Linked DNA regions of Gossypium raimondii: region 1 is linked to region 2. A link is a contact called in public Hi-C data. All regions are on one chromosome and are shown on one strand. The core of a region is the stretch at or near the end of the contact, and the rest is flanking DNA. Distances in the headings are between cores, read along the strand shown.

Region 1 (3,516 bases), core at 803-3,302, 150 kb before region 2:
ATAAATTTCATAGGTTTATCAACACAAATTTACATACTAATATATTTTAGCCAAATACATAATTTAATTATAAAATCTACTATAGCAACATAAAGAAATCAATAAATATTCATTTTCATGAACAAATAAGATGTTTGAAACCATAAGTAATCCATGAAACCAAAACTTAAAATAAAATCATCTCAAATATTTAAACCATATATCAAATTAATTTAATATCTAAAGATGCTATTATTGAGAAAAGTGTAAAGATAGAGATCTAATTAAGTTGATGTACCTTTCTTATTCAACGAATCTTTGATGGTTTTATCAACAAGTAAGCAAATTTAAACTCCAATAGTAAACTTTGAATCCAATTAAAATTTATCAATAGCAAACTTTGAGAATGGATATTATTTCACAATTTCATATAGATAGCAATATCAAGTCATGCACCATCCTTAATAACATAAAAATAATATAAGTTAATCAAAATAATTATAATTGATCATGAATTAGCTAAAACAATCAAATATGAAGCATTAAATAAAAGAAACTTCCTGTAAAAACTTTAAATCTTGTCATCTAAGATCTTGAAAATCATGGAGAATAAATTTTATCGTCGATAAAAGGTTTTATCACTTTGAGCAAGATCGCATCGATAACGTGTTATAAAAAAAGAGATAGAGAGAGTAAAGAACAAATAAAATATGAGAAGCAATAGAGAATGTTTTTATTGATCAATGGGATGATTACAATGCTTCTTCAAAGTTTCTATTTATAGGCATAAGAAGTATAAATGAAGTAGAGATCTAATTCTAATGACTATTAGAATTTAATTTTGATTTTGATGGACATCCACTTAATAAGATATTCGTAACAATAATAATAATATCTTTTCAAAACAACTTAGTTTAAGAAATTTCGATCCGAAATCAATTTTTTTCAATAATGGCGAAAAGTGAGTATTACAATTCTCGTCTTCCAACTTGGTCCATAAGTTTTTTCTTTTATTTCTTAATGTATCTATTGGAACGAGCTCAATAATTAATCCTCCGCATTCTATAAGCCCATTAAGGGGGTAAATACTGGCCACGAGTTTTAAAGCTACTCCATACCTAAGGCGAGGATCAAACCTTTGACCATTGGTTAAGTTAGGAGAAACCCTTGCCATCTCACCTAACTCCTGTGGTTGGTCCATAAGTTATTTTACTTCTAGTATATCACATTTAGTTTTGATATCTTTTTCCGATGTCGTATTTAATTAATCAATAATTTACATTTAACTAACACTCGTACTTGAAAATTTTTTTACTTAGCTACTTCCTTGATATGAGTTATGACATCAAAAATTTTGGGGTGTTATGATAATATTATTGACTGAGTTGGTGTCACAAGTCAACTTGACGCTAACTCAGGATTGATGATAACAATATAACAACACCATGATAAATAATTGTAATGTGCTCGAGTATTTAAATTTTAATTTACTCACAATTTAATCTCTTTTTTTCATTTTAATATTGTACACATTTCATGTGTTATTATTAGTCATTTTTAAACCATACATTTTATTATTTATTTTATGTTATTTTTAAACACACTTCTATGTTCTAAATATGTAATTTCCACACATATATGCGTGCTATAGAATTTTTAGTATTCATAATATTGTTGATTGAGTTTTGAGTTGATGTCATAGGTCAACTCGACGCTAACTCAAAATTGATGATAACATCATGGTAAAGAATTGTAGTACATTTAGTACTATTAATATGATGCATTCACATGTTTAAAATTCATTTTACGCACAATTTAATCTATTTTTTATTTTAATACCGTATATATTTGATGTATTATTATATTTAGTTTCAAACTTGTGTGTGTGTGTGTGTGAATAGAATGATTATTTCATGTTGTGAATTAAAGTTGGGAGAAATTGAAATCCAAGCGGTAATATGTGAATTAGGTAAGATTTTAATTGGAGAGTGAAATCATTACATTTTACAAAGAGGCAGTCCAATCCATAAATCCGGCCCAATACCTTTATAATTCTCAATACGAAAATCCACAACCAAGTTACGCAACGCAGCGTTTTTAGTTATCGATGGCCGCACTAGCTCAGCCTGCGTGTTCCTTCACCACATTCCTTGGTTGCTTCCGCCCTTCCCCGAGAAGCTTTTCTAATATTAGGGTTCATCCCTCTCGGAACCTTTCGACCTCAATGAGTCTACAAAGCTCCGAACCTGTCGCCACCAAAACCGATCCTCCGACCGACGACGATGTGCTGCTGCAGTACGTGGTGCTTCGGAGAGACTTAATAGACAAGTGGCCTTTGGGGAGCGTGGTGACGCAGGGATGCCATGCTTCGGTCAGTGCCATTTGGTCTCACAAGGACGACCCCCACACCCTCCAGTATTGCAGCCCTGATAACATTGACTCTATGCACAAGGTAACCAATGTTCTTGTGTTTATTCTTCTTCTTTTTTTCCCACCATGAATGATTTCTTTTACATTCAACAGAGCGTAGTGTATTGTTTTGAAAAACCCTGTTTATGTTTTTTGGTCAATTGGAGGCAATCCTCATTGTGGCACATTGTTTTCTCTTCTCATACTGGGTTTGTTGTAGACCTTTGATTTGCTTGGAGTTTTATCCCCCCAAACGTAATGAGAATTGATCATTTTTAAGTTACAAATAATCCCATAGCTGAACTGAGAAACAAAGGAGAGAGGCATTTATCCCATAAAACTATCCAACAAGGGTGTTTAATGCAAAACAAACATTTTGGATACCTATCCAATTCTTTTCTTACACTGTTGTAAATATAGCATATTTCATGGTTTCAAATTAAACAAAAATTTGACCATATCTCATAACAATGAAAACCATGAGGTGTTAATTGTAGGGTGATTTGGTGCTGTATCTAGAGTTGTGGATGATGAGCTAAGTGGTGAGGTTTTGGAACATGTAGGTAACGCTTGAGGTGAAGGGAGAAACCCAGATATTGAACTTGTCAGAAAAGCTGTTGGCGGCGGGTATTGCTCATAAACTGTGGATTGAACAGCCTGAAAACTTCCCAACTTGCCTGGCTACAAAACCCTACCCCAAGTCCATGGTATCGCCGTTTTTCAAGAAATTGAAACTTTGCAAGTGATTGTTTGATGGTGGGTTCTAAATCATAATTATTTAGCTTGATTCTGTTGAATCCCTCTTTTGTTCTAAACTATGATTCTCTTGACATATGTTCCCTGTACGAGTTTAAATTTTTATATTCAGTATTGACGCAGCTAGAGCTATTTGCCTAGGACTCACTCTAAACTCAAGAAGATTGGCCCTTTATAAATAAAAGATGAAATGCACACTCTAATTTGTGTAGTTTTAGTTCCGATTTGGATAGTACCACGTGAATTTAATTCAGATTATAAATCACAAAACAGCATACAAGCACAAGCAAGGATAAGGATAGCTAGGAAGTTTTTGTTAATAATTACTACTTGATTCATGTTTGTTAATAATTTTAAAATGGTGTGTTTGTT
Region 2 (3,763 bases), core at 471-2,970:
CAAAAGAGGGTAAGCTTTTCGTATTCGAATTTGACATAGACAGACATACCATTTGGGAGTGTAAGTTTCTTTTTTTCTTTTCAGTGGCTTTCTGACATCAATTCGTACCCTCAGACGCATTATTCCTTCGTATCCCATTTGGATAGCCGATTAATCGTATTCCAAAAAGGTCCTAATAAAGTTCCCCAACTGTCTCAGACATAAAACCATGGGGGAGGTCATGGATAAGAGTCTAGAAATAAAGTTCCAATAATTGGACGGTCAACGGATTTTCCCCATGCTTTAGTCGGTGTAACACCAACAAATGAGAATTGAAATTCCATGGGCCATTTTTCTCAACCCGATCTACATCTACTTTAAAATAAAATCGAAAGAAGAATCTGCCATTTTCCAAATCTAATATTGAAACTTCTCCGATAGGATGCCATATATTTGCCAATGTCAATCTCATAGATTAGAAGTGAACCGCACTTGAAGTGAGAAACACTCCCACAAAATAGTTTGCATAAGATGTTTCACTATCAGATGATTCTACCCTTAATTGGATGGATTCTTCCTCTGCTTCTTCTAAAGATAAACTCGCTATAAAATCCTCCATTGGTTAGAACCTGTAAAGAATCAAATACTCAGAATTGCGAACAATCTTGGAGGAAAAAAATACCGTGCTAACAAGAGCAGAAAAATATGTCATAAGATAGAGGAAAAGCATGTCATAAGACAAAAAAAAAGCTTGAACTTGATAAAATTAAAAAACTCCATTACTAATTTACTAAATAATTTAGTAAAATGGTATAAAAAATCTCTATACTATGCAAATTTTTTACTTATTTTTAATGTGTATTTTCAAATTAAAGATGAACTCATTTTTGGTTAATTTCATAAAAAATATTGATGCGGCTTATAACATATAATGGCACAACATACACACATTAACCATTCTTTTGCAATTGAAATAAATTTTTACACATTAAAAAGAGAAAAAAAGAAGAAGAAGATACAAAGTGGAATACTTGTCCAATTGTTAAAAAGGAAAAGCCAAGTGTGTAAGAAAGTAGAAGAGTCCAAAGATGCAAGAGTAGGTAAGGGTGTTGCTCCTCCCAACCGAAAAATTTCATCTGATCTTTTCATAAATAATAAATTTATAAATTAAATGAATACTTTTTATTTAGTCTCTTTAAAATGATGAAACCATAATTTAATAATAGTAAAAATATAAATATTATTTATTTTAGATTTATTAAATGATAAACTGTTATATGTATAATAAATTATTATCTTATTATTTAATTTATGAAATAAATATATTTTCCTTCTTTATTTTGAATTTATTTAATAATGAATTGTATTTGTTAAACTTATAGATAATTGATGAATATTTATATTTAACATTTATTTAATCTGCTATTTATAAAAAAATTATATACATACATCAAATATTAAAAAAAAGAAGGAAAGGGCAGAATATCATAGAAAATGGATGCAGTATTTACTACTTCGATTGTGAGGGTTAAAAAACCAGAAAGTATCAACTTACACACATAATAGAAAGATTTTGTATGCAAATTATCCAAAAAATAAACACAAGGGAAGAGAAAAGGAAAGAAGGGGCGGGGGGATAGGGTCCTCAGCTGTTGCTGTTGAAATGGGGATTTGGGGTGTGGGGTTAGGGATTCTATTCCTTTCCCTCCACAAATTCTCTTCCCCCATTTCTGAATTTTTTGGCGTTCGCATTGCTTTTGCCTTCATTATTTATTTATTGAAAAAACAAAATAAAAAGGGGTTGAGTTTTGTAGAGGCGTTGATCTTTGACCGTCCATCCTGCCACTGTTGGGTTTTTGAATATTACCCATCACCAATTTCCATTGTTACTTTCCTCTCAACTTTCACTATATAACCAATTAAAAATAAAGATTAGGATTTTGGTTGGCAATTGGTAATTGCAGGCAGCTTTGGGTCTTCTTTCCTATCATTTCATGCTCGTTTATTTCATAGCATCCACTTCTTCTTCTTCTTCTTTTATCACTTGAAAACTTTCAAATTATCAAAGGGAGAAGACAGAGGGAGAACCAAACAGGTAGGACATGATGATTGCCTTCCCTTTCTTATTTAACCTCCTTTAGTTTCTCTTTTTCACACAACACCCACAATTTTATCGTCTTTCGTAACCCCCTTGAAGAAACAAAAATCTGGCCATTAAAAGTCTTTGCTTTTCTTGAGAAGAAAAAAAAAAAGGATCTTTGATTTGATGGAATTTTGTTTTCTTATAATTTAAAAAGAATGATTACTCTACTTTGTTGGTTCTGCTTTCCAAGAAAATTTTGGTAATCGAGTCTCTCGAATTTGTGTGTGTGGTGGGTTGGAACTTAGAAGGGATGGATGGATGAACTAGATGGAAGAAATCTTCAAATCTTTTATTAAAATTTTTGGTTGGTTTCCTATTCTCTACTCCACTTTTTAAGCTTAATTTGGTTTTTGAACCCTTAAATCACGGATAAAGTCTCTTTTATTTTTAGGAAAATGAAAAAAAATAAATAATAAAAATTATTGTGTGGAGAATAATTCAATCAAATGAAAATGAAAAACCCAAAGTGAGAGAGAGACCCACTTTTGTTGGGGATCAATTACAAAATACTGGACCATGTGACCATCTACCCTCTCCTTTTCTTTTGCTTCCCTTTTTTCTCTTCATATTTACTTTTGGTTTTACGGAAAGAAAACAATAACCCAGAGGCTCTTTCTTTTCTGAAAATGTTTGCTCCTTCTATAACATAGGTGTTCAATTCTTTTATTTCTTTAATGTCCTTCTTCCTCTTTTATGTGTATATTGATTCAATACTTGAGGTGGTTTTAGTTCTTTTAATTCATTCTGGTCTCTCTCTTTGTGAATTCAAACTATGCTATGCGATTCTAGATTAATTTGTTTTTGATGGGAAGAGAACTGAAATTTTTACCCTTTGGTGAATAACCCTAGAATTGGGTTTGGTGAAATTTTTACTTTGTTAATGGTTTCCTAGGATTTAAATAGGTTGCAAAACTCTTTATCTATATGGTTCCATATTGGAGTAGCCTTGAACTATTGTTACTTGTTACTGTCTTTTGGGGATTTCTTTGCATTGATTGATTGTGATTATGTTAATGGCACACATATTCTAGGTTGAGTAAGTTATAGAAGTTTTCAAGTAAATGATTTGAGGTACTGAATTCGGTTTTTGTGTGGAAAAAAGGCCAAGTCATATTGAAGTTGGATTTTTGCATCAACATTTGCATTCATGTTTCTTGTTTTTCTATCTGTTATGTTAATTTGGGGTTGAAGTTTGAGAAATGGTTTTTGTTTGCAAACTTTTTAACTTTTTATCGAAAGTGGTATCGAGAATAGTTGTCCAAAACAAAGTAACATTGTTGTCCAATTTGTGTTAATGGGATGCTTAAAGAGGCAATGTTTCTAATGATTGTGATCTCTCCAATGGATCGTGTCAAGTTCCTGCAGTATACATGCTGTGTATGCTTGCAACTATGGTTTTTAGGTTAAATTTTTTTGATCGTGTCAAGTTATGTTATGGTGGAGATTTCTATCATTGCCTGATAAATTTATGTTGATGTATTTGCAGATATAAAGGATACTTGTTATCTAGATGGATGGATATACTGGTAAAAGAGCTGTTGATGGGCCTGTTGTACATGGCAAGGGATCGGGTCGCATCTTGAAGGACCATGTTAATAACCGAGAACGAAATGCTCAGTTTTGCAACCGAATCGGATGCAG

Evidence for each region. A called contact is a pair of places that touch in the nucleus more often than the background predicts.
Region 1: a Hi-C map of leaf shows a contact between it and region 2, with 3 times the contacts expected there. The contact joins the promoter of LOC105772774 here to the promoter of LOC105772518 in region 2. A contact is called at or near these places in 2 of 2 Hi-C or Micro-C datasets (both in leaf).

What each region holds. Positions count from the first base shown.
Region 1 is chr6:25,114,339-25,117,854 of ASM2569854v1, forward strand. It overlaps LOC105772774, which reads left to right and starts at 2,053. Exons shown (of 2, transcript XM_012594219.2): 1 at 2,053-2,431; 2 at 2,952-3,284. The coding sequence starts at 2,087. The coding sequence ends at 3,134.
Region 2 is chr6:25,263,707-25,267,469 of ASM2569854v1, forward strand. LOC105772518 reads left to right here and starts at 1,721. Exons shown (of 6, transcript XM_012593809.2): 1 at 1,721-2,074; 2 at 3,609-3,763. The coding sequence starts at 3,633.